2 separate regions of the Mus musculus genome follow, and region 1 is linked to region 2. A link is a contact called in public ChIA-PET data. All regions are on one chromosome and are shown on one strand. The core of a region is the stretch at or near the end of the contact, and the rest is flanking DNA. Distances in the headings are between cores, read along the strand shown. Region 1 overlaps Arid1b (AT rich interactive domain 1B (SWI-like)). Region 2 overlaps Arid1b (AT rich interactive domain 1B (SWI-like)).

What was found. ChIA-PET counts read pairs in DNA pulled down with a chosen protein or histone mark.
Region 1: an RNA polymerase II ChIA-PET map of memory CD8 T cells shows a contact between it and region 2, with 6 read pairs. The contact joins two enhancer-like sites. A contact is called at or near these places in 16 of 484 Hi-C or Micro-C datasets (B cells, the BV-2 cell line, the C10 cell line and 10 more) and 8 of 115 datasets of contacts at active chromatin or transcription factors (the HPC-7 cell line, bone marrow-derived macrophages, embryonic basal ganglia and 5 more).

Annotation. Positions count from the first base shown.
Region 1 is chr17:5,162,921-5,168,606 of GRCm38.p6, reverse strand. All of the region lies in intron 4 of Arid1b (AT rich interactive domain 1B (SWI-like)), which reads right to left. Among named protein-coding and RNA genes, the nearest start is that of Gm34854, 59 kb to the left of the region's middle. Within about 2 kb of position 2,891, at least 47 of the 459 cell types and tissues checked have an H3K27ac peak or open chromatin away from gene starts, as enhancers often do. A contact at or near this core is called in memory CD8 T cells, where this site is marked.
Region 2 is chr17:5,003,239-5,008,881 of GRCm38.p6, reverse strand. All of the region lies in intron 1 of Arid1b (AT rich interactive domain 1B (SWI-like)), which reads right to left. Among named protein-coding and RNA genes, the nearest start is that of Arid1b, 11 kb to the right of the region's middle. Within about 2 kb of position 1,276, at least 93 of the 459 cell types and tissues checked have an H3K27ac peak or open chromatin away from gene starts, as enhancers often do. A contact at or near this core is called in memory CD8 T cells, where this site is marked.

The DNA of each region.
Region 1 (5,686 bases), core at 1,642-4,141, 160 kb before region 2:
CTATAGATATCCACTATGTGCTATTACACATAAACCCACTCCCGATAGAAGTGGCTAAACACACAGTAAAGCTTCAGCTCCGTGGCAGGCCCAGCCACAAGTCTTGCCTCTCTAGTCACTGAATAAATGGTTTTTTTTTTTTTTTTAACTGATGATCCTGTAAAATCCAAAACTACTGTAATCTGGTACCAAACGCTGCCCTCCATAGCCCCTCTGCAATCAGTGCCTGGCTTCCCCTTATACCTACCTGTGCTGGCCTCTGTACCCCATACAGCAAACATAAGGAAGACTCACTATGGGACAAATGAGTTCACTGCTAGTCAAAGGCTATGAAAACAAGAGGGCAGCAATGCGCTTCCTGCGCTTTATGGGGAGTGGTTAAAACAGAACGATTTTACTTTTCTTTTCTTGTGACTTTCCCCGCTTTGGTCTTTCGAGACAGGGTTCCTCTGTGCAGTCCTGGCTGTCCTGAACCACAATATCTGCCATATCCCATGAGCTTTCCCAGTAAAGGCTACTGGAGCCTGAGCACGCAGACACCAGTGTCTGCTCCAGGTAAAGGTCAGCAGGAAAAATAGTCAGGGAATTCAAAATGGACATGCAAACTGAGTACAGTGTCGAGCTATAGATCCTGCTTATTATAAACTATAGGTAAAGTGCACAGGATCATATACTGTACACGGCATCATACACTGTACACTGCATCATATACTGTACACAAAATATTCCCACTGGGAGAAAATTAAACTGTAAACCAGATGCTGTAGCCATGGTTCATGCTGCTCATTAGATTGTTGATTTTGAAAAAATATTGCTTTCTTTACTATTAAATTAGGATTGCAACATTTTTACATATTTCTGGCTAATTTTCAAAATTAAGAATTTTAACATGCATATATCCACAAGCAAGCATGTTCTTGAGAAGTAAATTAAGGTACACAATAAAGTGCAGACTACAAACACTTCACTTAATTCCAACAGAACTTTTGAAGTGCCTCAAATTAGGACATAATCAGAACACAGAATTTATTAGTATACTTATGTTCATAAACACACTAGGAACTTCTAATTAAAATAAATGAAAAATGAGTACCCAACACAGTATTCATCAATGTGCCCTTTTGAGTTACTGAAATTAAAAGAAGTATACGATATACAATTGTGATGTATCTAAACCATGTCTCATAATTTGGTGGCTAATCCTGCATGACTATAGAGATTCATCTCTATTTCCTAGTGGAAATCGCAAATGCTGTAGAACACAGTGAGGCTGCAGAACCAGCCTCTAAGGGTGGCAATTTTGCATCTGTTCTGCCTATTGGCTGGGCATCGATGACAACTTACTCTTAGGCTCTAAGAGCAGGAATGCCATGAAGATTAGATGAGGTGATAGGCAGCACATGCGTGCAAGAGCACCCGGCTCCCAAGTAGGGCCACAGTCATCAACATCATTGATCTCTGTGGCTATGAATATGACTAGTCATGAAAAGCCACTAATGACACTTAACTATCATTAGTAAGTATAAAAGAACAAAACCCTAAAACAAGAATTAAGTGTTAATAGCCAAGGAACGTAACTCAGTAGATTGCATGCCCAATATGCACATGATCATTGGTCTGATACATAGTAACACACATTCGCAGACACATACAGATACATACACATATACATCACACACACAGATACACACACAAACACACACAGATACACACACACACACACACACACACACACACCACACACACAAACACACAGAAACACACACTCACATACACTGCACATAGTCACACATACACACCACACAGCATGCAAGTGCATACACACGCATACACACGCACACACGCGCACACACACTACAATTTACTCTACCCTAGACTCTTAAGGACAGATTCTTATTCTTGCTCACCAAAGAAGCAAGTCTGTGATTGGCATGGTGGCACATGCACTACCAGAGCACTGAATTAGCCTTTAAAGTCTGCTGTATAAGAAATTTAATGGGTGTGTTGGCAACATAGGGCAGAGCTGCCTTCCAAGACATTTCACATTATTCATTAAAAGGTTAAAAAAAAATCGGCAAAAATTGTACCGGGGGTAAAGAGCATCCAGAGCCACATCTGCTGAAGTACTGGAGGGTGGCTTCCGACCATCCTCCCACAGGGCAGAAGTGCAGGACAGTCCTCAGAGGAGGGAGAATCAAGCAGCCAGCACTGAATGCTGTGTGTGGCATCCTGCTGGTGCGCTCCTGTGAGCATGCTGTGTGGGCATGTCAGTGCTGAGATGTGGAGCACTATCTCTATGTCATAGGAGAGGAAATGGAGGTGTAGAAATGTGTAGTCATTTGGCCCTACCCAGCCACCCTGCCACCCAGCCACTCAGCTTCATATGTACACTGGAGAGAAATAAAAATGTATGCACCTGAGGCTTTGATTAGTGGCACTTTCATAATGATACAAAAGTTTCAATTGTGTCAGGAGAGCATTGTGTCACACAGCCAGTGTGTCTCCCTACAACTTTCTGATGCTGACAAACACATGGATTAATTATTGCTATTAAACTGCACTGTCACCATCTTCCACCCTACCTGGGTCTTCTCCACTATGAAGCAGAACACTAACATCTCAGTGTACATCTTTCCCATTACTGACTAGCAGAAGAGACTAGCCAGGAGAAAGGGAAGCAGAGTGGGAGCATCAAAGCATCAAAAGTACTAAGGATTGCTGGCTGTGGTGATGCATGTACTTGGTAGACAGAGATGGTAAGATGAGGACCCTGTCCTTGCTACCAAGCAAGTTCACAGGCAGCTGAGAATGCACACCTCAGTACCTATCTCAGTACCAAAAATGAACAATGCTGAACCACAAACGATGGTCATGAAAGACTCCAAGGAGGCGCTGAAACAACCAGAGGAAACCGAAACACCCACCGTTCCCTTGTTCTCGGGACAAAGGTGGGGGTGGAGAGTGAAAGGGATAAACTGGGACAATGAGCGAGCCTGTGAGCCTAGAACAGTCAGCTCCCTGCAGCTCCTGCAGGAACCATGAGCCCAAGCTCTAGAGCAGGACACAGCACAGAAAGCCGGAGAATCCAGTTTCATTTTCAGCACTGGTCTCTGGTGGAAAGAAAGGGGTGGCTGTCATGACTAACACCTGTTGTTCTCCTCAGCGGGGTAAGAGGTGGCGATGATACCAACGCCAGATGCACAGGACTTAAGCAATAAGCCACGATCCCTTGCAGTGGTTTAGCATGCACAACTGTGTGAGGATGGCTCAGGCACATGGACCGCTCTGCTCACACAAAGCCAAGCTGTCTTTGGGGACTGAGGCAAACAATTGCGTTCAGACACATGGGAAGTGAGACACCAGGGCTGGCGGGCAGCAGACCTCCTCGGGTCTTCCTAAGTATCTCCAGCACAACCACCTGCTGTAGAGACAAGCATGTTGCTCTGCTTACACTAGGGAACATGAAACAGGGTCATGGAAAGGCGGGGTACACCCTTCGGTCCTTTGTCCCCTCTCAATATGTAATATACACGTTGTAAGCACCCAAGTATGCTGAAGAAGGCACAGACCCTGAGTCACCTCACTTGAGGTGACAGATGCTCTCCCTCACATTCAGCCATGTTAACACCAGCGAGTGCTTCCTCATCCCTACACCAGGAGCATCCAGGACTGTTACTCCCTCCCCCTGCTCACTTCCCACCAGCCTTCAGTGTGCTGCTACTAGCAAGACTACAGCTAATCCTTGGCCCCTCTACTGCCAGCCACAAAAATACTGACAAATCTCAATTTCCCACATAACAGATTTTCTTGGAGCAGGTCATTCATGTCTACCAACATTAAGCCTAGCAGGCTTTGGCCAATCCCACAATATTCTACCATCCTCCAACATACCACCAACGCTCGCTCAATTCTCTGGTTCTTGTTCTCTAATCCACTATAGATTAATTACGTTAATATCACAATTTTACTTAAAAGGAATCACAGAATTTTTAATACATGTACTATTCAACTTAAATTGATGAGGTCATAGAAAGAAAAAATAATCCTTGAGTCAAGAAAAACAGTCAGAGGAAGGACCGGGAAGGGCGCTTTCCTGCGCCCAGGCTACCATCCACATCTCACACAGGGAAGAGAACAACACGAGACAACTCAGCACGTGAGATACAGCTGACACCTACACCAAACAAGTGCCCTGGCCTTGAAAGCCACTGCAGGGAAAGGACACTGAAGGTCTAGTGGCAGCAGGAAACAGAGGTCCCTTTTGTTTGTTAGTGCCTTGCACACTGCTGGTGCTCTGTAGCCACCGTGCCTCTGGGCACCTTTACTACTGTTCTGCTCCGAGGTAAATTTCCTGGAGAAGAACAGTGTTGGTCTTCAGTCCAGATAACCACACCCAGTGGCCCTGAAGACTCTTTAGTCCAGCAAGAGCATGCCTTTCCTTTGCTGGCAACCTCAGTTAATCCTAATGGAGACTTAACGCCCTCTTGCCATTTTACATGTGAGGAAATGGAAATACAAGGAAATCCAGCAACTCACTCAAGTGAGTGACAGACAGAGGTTTAAAGCTGCATGTCCAGCCCCTAACATGTCCCTCGTGCTAAGGTCACTGTGGGGTGCTCTGACCTTGACAATCACACTCTGGAAGCTTAACAAAAATAACTGTATTAGACAGATTGGAACTGAAATAAAGTTTGTATTTAAAACTACTAAGGGAAAAGTTTGTGACCATTTCTATGCCCTCTGCTGTCCCTTGATCATCCTGTAGGATAAAAGACTAAAGGAAAAATGCCAGAAACTAACAAACACTGACAGAAGAGCTGGAGGTAAGATGGGGTGGCAGGTGCTCAGAACTCACCCCTAGTGTAGTCTCAGTAGGTGGATGTGGCTGAAATATGACAAGTGGGCAGCTCTGCCCTCTCACCCCAGTGGAGCCAGGCCTGGCCATTCTTAGAAGATCTAAGGGCTCTGCAGCCACATCCGGGGGATGTGTGAGTTTTATTGACGATAGAGTCCATGCACCTGACAATAGAAGTCAACATACATGAGAGTCTAACAGGCGAGGCCACACCTGAGCACAGTTTACAGGCTAAAGGTTCACTGCATGGGAATCCACAGGCTGAGGGACCTGACAGCAAACCACCGCTGCTCAGGGGCAGAGCGAGCACCTCCAGAGCATGCCCAGGCCTGGGCTGAGCCTCAGGGTCACAGTCACTTACTGGAACACTGAAGCACCCGTTAAGTGAGGTCCATGCAGTTAACTAAAAGGCAAACCACCGCTAGCATCAATGCTTAAATGTGTCTGCTAAATGTGAGCACACAGCCCTGCATTAGTGTTCAGACATGTATGCATTTCTTCAGGACCGTGTATCGAGCGAGGGTGCTTCATGGCCACTCTGCTCGCATTGCTTTGCTGTGCGCTCTCTGCAAACGCTGAAGGCATGCTTGGTTTTATTTTACTGACTACATTTCTCCAGGCAAGAGAGATTACTACACTGCTTTTAGAAAGACACGATACAGAGAGTGCTGTCAATTTCCAATCACTTGAGTGATTTTTACAGAATCAAATTATATTCTTACTTCTCTTGTCTTCAAGGGCAGCTGTCAAAATCGAGCTGCACTTAAGAGCTACAGCCTCAAGGAATTTCAAAATATTCTAAAATACATGAATGCTTTCTTCCCATAAAAA
Region 2 (5,643 bases), core at 27-2,526:
AGCAATCCCTCCTTCCTCCTGCATGCCAACTGCCAGCACCCCACCTCTGTTCACCTCATTCTGGAGGTGTGCCCCTGCTCCCAATCCACAGCGACACACAGAGGCTGGGCACACGTGAGCCCAGCGACCTGGAGACCAGGGCCCCACTGCTCTGAAAGCAGATGTCGTCACAACCACTTTTCTCAGTTTGTAAAAATGATCCCCCCACTCCCTCCCCAGTAGAAAGAAGCAAGTTCTCCTCAGGTCAGAAGGGCAGCTTTTCCTCTCCTTGGTCTACCAGGCCCACAGAGGAGTGAGCCCTTCTGAACCCACTGGGACAGCCAGGCTCTGACCCATGCCATAAAGCAGAGTGTTCATAGGAAGGGCTCTGCCTGAGAGCCACACAAGGCCACTTACAAGCGCCACACCGCCCAGACCCCCGCCTTCCGCCAAGAACTCATTCGAGTGCCACTTCAGATCTATTAATCGCACAATGAGAACTGTGCCTTCTGAATGCTCTACCATGCCAAGCCCATCAAGTACCTCAGCTGCCACCCGTGCAGAGCCGTGACTCCACAGACACTGACTAAGAAGACAGAGAGACACGCTTTCAAACTACTCTTACCTAATAAAAACCCACGGCTCATTAATTGCATTCATCAATATAAAACTCTCCAGTGAGGAAAACCATACGAGCTCACTTCAGACGTGTACAGCACACCTCCCCGAGGTCCAAAACCGTGTATCTTTGAAAGGCTTGCCTGTATGAAATACACATAACCCATATGGTCCACTGTATGAAAGGCATTTTGTTTTAACAACAACAAAAAACAAAACAAAGACAAAAGACAAAAGAAAAGCATTTTGTTTTCAAATATCTATAGGGAAGGAAAAAAAACAAAAAACAAAAATTCAGCAATTATTTCAAAGCCCAGACACAGGCACTTGCCTGTGTGATCCCAGCACTCAGGAAACAGTGGAAAGCCAGTGGATTCTAGACTAGCCAGTCTGTACTGCATGGTGAGATTGTTGTCTCAAATAAATGAATAATAAATAAACAAACAAATGAGAGAGGGCAGGGGAAAGGAAGGGGGGAGAAAAAAGGCAAAAAAAAAAAAAAACCCCACAAAACAACAACAACAACAAAACCTTAATTTGGAAAGGCTATTCAGCATGGATTAGAGATGCCCACAACGGAAAGGGTCCTTTCCACAGGGACACTGAGTGTCTGCATAACACTTCTGCCAGTGCCCACACCGCAGGACCTGGAGAGTCTTCCGTACCAGCGCACCAGCACACGCCTGAGTTATCTGTCCATGCTCCATGTGAGTCCAATCTCCTTGCATTACCTCTGCCCAGGTCAGGGATGAATAGCTGTCAAATTCCCACTGGAATAAAGAAAGCCGCTTTCTTCCTGAGGCGGCAGTTTCAATTCACAGAACACATGGCTAATCTACATATGTGAAGGTCGCGGCACTTCAGTGTGAGGTTAAGAACGGAGGCTCACGTAAGGGGCTGTCTTAAACGTCTTGGCAGGATGCCCAACAAGTAAAATTGTTGAGAAGCGACAGTCAGCCTCTGAAGCAGCCAGGGGAAAATATTTTGGTCACGTGGTGCAGCGCACACTACCTAGAGTGTTTCACATGAACCTTTGACAGTCCTAAAAATGATCACATGTTGGAAACAAATGAAGCTTAGGGCATTGCTGAGTCAGTCACCTGACGTTGGAGTGCACTCTTCATCCAACACCCTTCTATACAGACTTGCTAGACACACAGACAGTCAACGCGCTGACTTCTAGCCGCTCGAATATCTTAACAGCTGAGGACAAACTCTTTGCATCAGTTTTTCAATGAACCATAAAAACCCTCACAAGAGCATGTAGGCTAAAAAGCCATCCTCCTACAAGCTGTCCAAGCACACACATGCTAATAATATTCCTCCTCTGATGCCTCCTTTCTTCTCTTCCTTCAGGAGCTCTATGGCCATATGGGAAATCGCAGGGACTTCACAAGACACACAACTCCTACAGGATCAAAGTCAATACTGCTGTCTGGAGGTGCTCACGGGCCAGGAGCTCCTCACAGAGGAGGGACAGCCTGGCCTCACACTGTGCCCACCAGGTGAAAGGACAGACTGATGGAAGCCCAAGGGCTGTGGACAACTCCCCTCCTGCACTAGGCAAACCCCCACCCCACCCCTTCTGTCTTCTGGATCAGCCAACAGAATCAGAATCTGAGGTCTGGTTCTGCGAGGTTAGGGACCATTTCCAAAGCCAGCAAACTCGTAGGCAGTACAACTACGATTTTAACCTGCCTAATTCATGGCGAAAATTCATTAGAAGCAAAAGATCCAATTTGGAAGTTGTCTACCAAGATTCTTTCTCAACACAACATTTAGAGCTCAGAGTCACTCAATCAACCCTCAACAAACCCAACAAACTATGCAAATTAATGAATTGCCAAGAGTTACTTCCTCAGTAATCAAAGAGCAGCCCTCTATGATAAACAACACACAATTTAACAACCTACAAATATTCTCTGCATATCTATTTGCCTTGCCATCCTACCCCAGTAGCAGCCTTGAAAACTATGGCCCACATTTTACAACTGTTCAATAACTCAGTTTTCCTTTACTTGGCAAAGGAAGAAATATCAGAAAAAAATCTGAGGTGATTTAGATTAGAAATAAGCTTCAAATATTAACCTATTTGTTCTGAAGGAAAAAAACTGATAGACTGTTAAATTAACGACAAGAGAAAGAAACCAAATTCAGTTACGGTCTTTGTTGATGAGAAAACACTGTATTTTGTCACTCTATTAAAAGGTCCCTTTCGTTGACCATGGTACCTAATCAAGTCCACACAAAAAACCCCATAGAAGCCTGGCGTGGTGATGCACACCTTTAATCCCAGCACTCGGGAGACAGAGGCAGGTAGATTTCTGAGTTCGAGGCCAGCCTGGTCTACAGAGTGAGTTCCAGGACAGCCAGGGCTACACAGAGAAACCCTGTCTTTCCCATTCCTTGAACCAGGAAGCACAGACTGAAATGACTTGCCTGGAGTCACACAGACAATAAACATCCCATCCCCAGTGTCCTGCTCTTAACTGGCTCTTGCCCTTGTCTTCAAAGTCTCAGCTGACAGCCAGGAGCGTTCTTGCCCCCTGCCTGCTCTCTCTCTCTCTCTCTCTCACTCACTCACACACTCTCTCACTCACACACACACACACACACACATCTCTCTCTCTGTCACTCACACATACACACACACATATCTCTCTCTCTCTCTCTCTCTCTCTCACACACACACACACACACAAGCATAGAGCAGATCCCTCCCTCAAGCTGAGTGGCTGGCCTCTCACCTTCCCCCAGGGTATCAAGTCCAGAGCAGCTTTCCTTCCTGTTACCCTGAAACCCTGGTTCAGGCTGTCAGTGAGGTGAGGGTAAATGACCAAGTGACCAGATCGAAGGGCACTGCTGAACTTCACTGTTTGTTCCTGAGGGGCCTTACTTTGTAACTTGGGTTGTCCTGGAACTCAATTAGGTAGCTGAGACACATTGAACACATTAGCAGTTGGCATCGTAGGTGCGGGGGTATGCCCAGCTAGCAAGCCATTTCTTAGGAGAATGCATCATACAAATGACAATCAAGACCTGAGAATCCCTTTCTCGTCATCACCATCATATCCAAGATTAGCTCTCAGGTTCCTAAAAGGGTGAGCCCTGACTGAACTGAGACCTGAGAGGGAGCAGCAGGAATCAGGACAGGGTCACTGTAGACACACTACCAACCACCTTTTAAAGGTCTCCTCGGGCAGGACACTCTGCTCCCCAGTACTGTTTGGGGGTACCATACAATGTACTGGGGTGCACTGGGCATCCCCATATTCTATCTCTGGCTCTTGGCTTTGCCCCACCTGGAGCTCCCCCAGTTAGCTTCCACGGCCGTGGTCTTTTGCACAAGAACAGAGAAGCAGTCCAGCCATTCATTCACTTTCATTTCTCCTCTGCAAAGCCCTAGGAGTTTCTAATCCTTCCCCAGGGAAAATCATGGAGCCCGAGCTTTACTGACTCTGTGTGTAAGGCACCAAACAGCACTTAGCACTCATTGGAAAGAAAACTGAGCTTTGGCTGTTCTAGCTTTCTAACTCTCAGCATCAAAACAAAAGGACGGGGGCTGGAGAAATGGCTCAGCGATCAAGAGTGCAAACGCAATGCACTTAATCAAGAGGAACCTGGGTTCAGAGTTGGCACAGACAGGCAACTCACAGTATAAACAGACAGTGTAAGAAAGAGCTGTGTCCCAAGCAAAGGACTGGCAGTACCATGACATGCACTCACGAGGACCTCCCACATCACCAGACATCCCCATCGGGACACCCATGCACTCAGTGTGCTTTGAGTATCTGCACAGCTCTCTGCTTCCACTCAAGCCTGAGAGCTGAAGAGGCAAGGCCATGGTGGACAGCTACTTGGGGCCGACAAAGCAACAATGAAGTGTGGAGCTGGACAGGGATAAATACCACCTAACTGATGGGGCAGCCTCGTCCTCGACCGTACCCTGAAGCAAGGCAGAGAACGCTCACTCGGGAAAGCAGGGAGGCAGAGTTAAGGGCATACACCCTGGGGTCTGTCAGAAAGGCTACACTGAACTGAAGGCCTTCAGCAACCAGCCTGCCAGCAACATTCCCAAAAACGGAAAAGCAAATTCCTTTCAGGATAGAGAAAACAAGTACCCACGCCTGACAACTAGGACCCCTAGCCACGGCCCTGCTGGACCCCTAGCCATGGCCCTGCTGGACCCCTGACCATGGCCCTGCTGGACCCCTAGCCATGGCCCTGCTGGACCCCTAGCCATGGCCCTGCTGGACCCCTAGCCATGGCCCTGCTAGACTCCCAGTCACAGCCTGCTAGACTCCATCAGGAGAGAGTGTCTCATTATGGTCACCCTTCCTTTAACCCTAAACCATCCCAGAACTAAAGAGAACACGTGTGCCAGTCCCTGAATCCGCTTCCTCAGAAAACTACCTACTTGGCAAGACTTTCTACCTCCACTTCCAAGGTTACCCATAGCTCACTAAGGCAAAGTGAATTTATTATTTAAAATTACATATAAACAGCAAAAAGAAAATCTATGGATTCTTAATTCAGTTGGTAATGCTTCAAAACTTAGATATCAACTCCTAGATCAATGTTGGGATTCCCAATCATTTCTGAAGAGTAAATGAACTTCTGAGACACCCACAACAGAAAGCCAGAAACCCACATTGAGAATATGGAACTGTCTCCGCTAATCACTGCACCTGGCTTTCTGAGGTTTATTTCAGGACCTGGAGCAGTGGCTGCCGTACTGCTCAGCCAGCGTGCATTATCTAAACAGTTCCCAGAAATACCCAGCCAGCTAAGGCGCTTCCCCAATAGACTTGTTCCCTGTTTCCAAAAGTCTGCGTGAGGCAGAAAGCTGAGAAAAAGAAGAGACCATTCTGTATAATGATTCGATTTTCCAGTTTGGGTTTTTATCCTCTGTAACGGAGCAACATTTTGCACTGGCGCAAAGCCAGTGACTGACTAGAAGGACCGGGAGATGGCATCATCTGCCACAGCACAGCAACCTGCAATTCCTTGCATTGTCACAATCCACTCCTCCCAGGTCCCATCCCC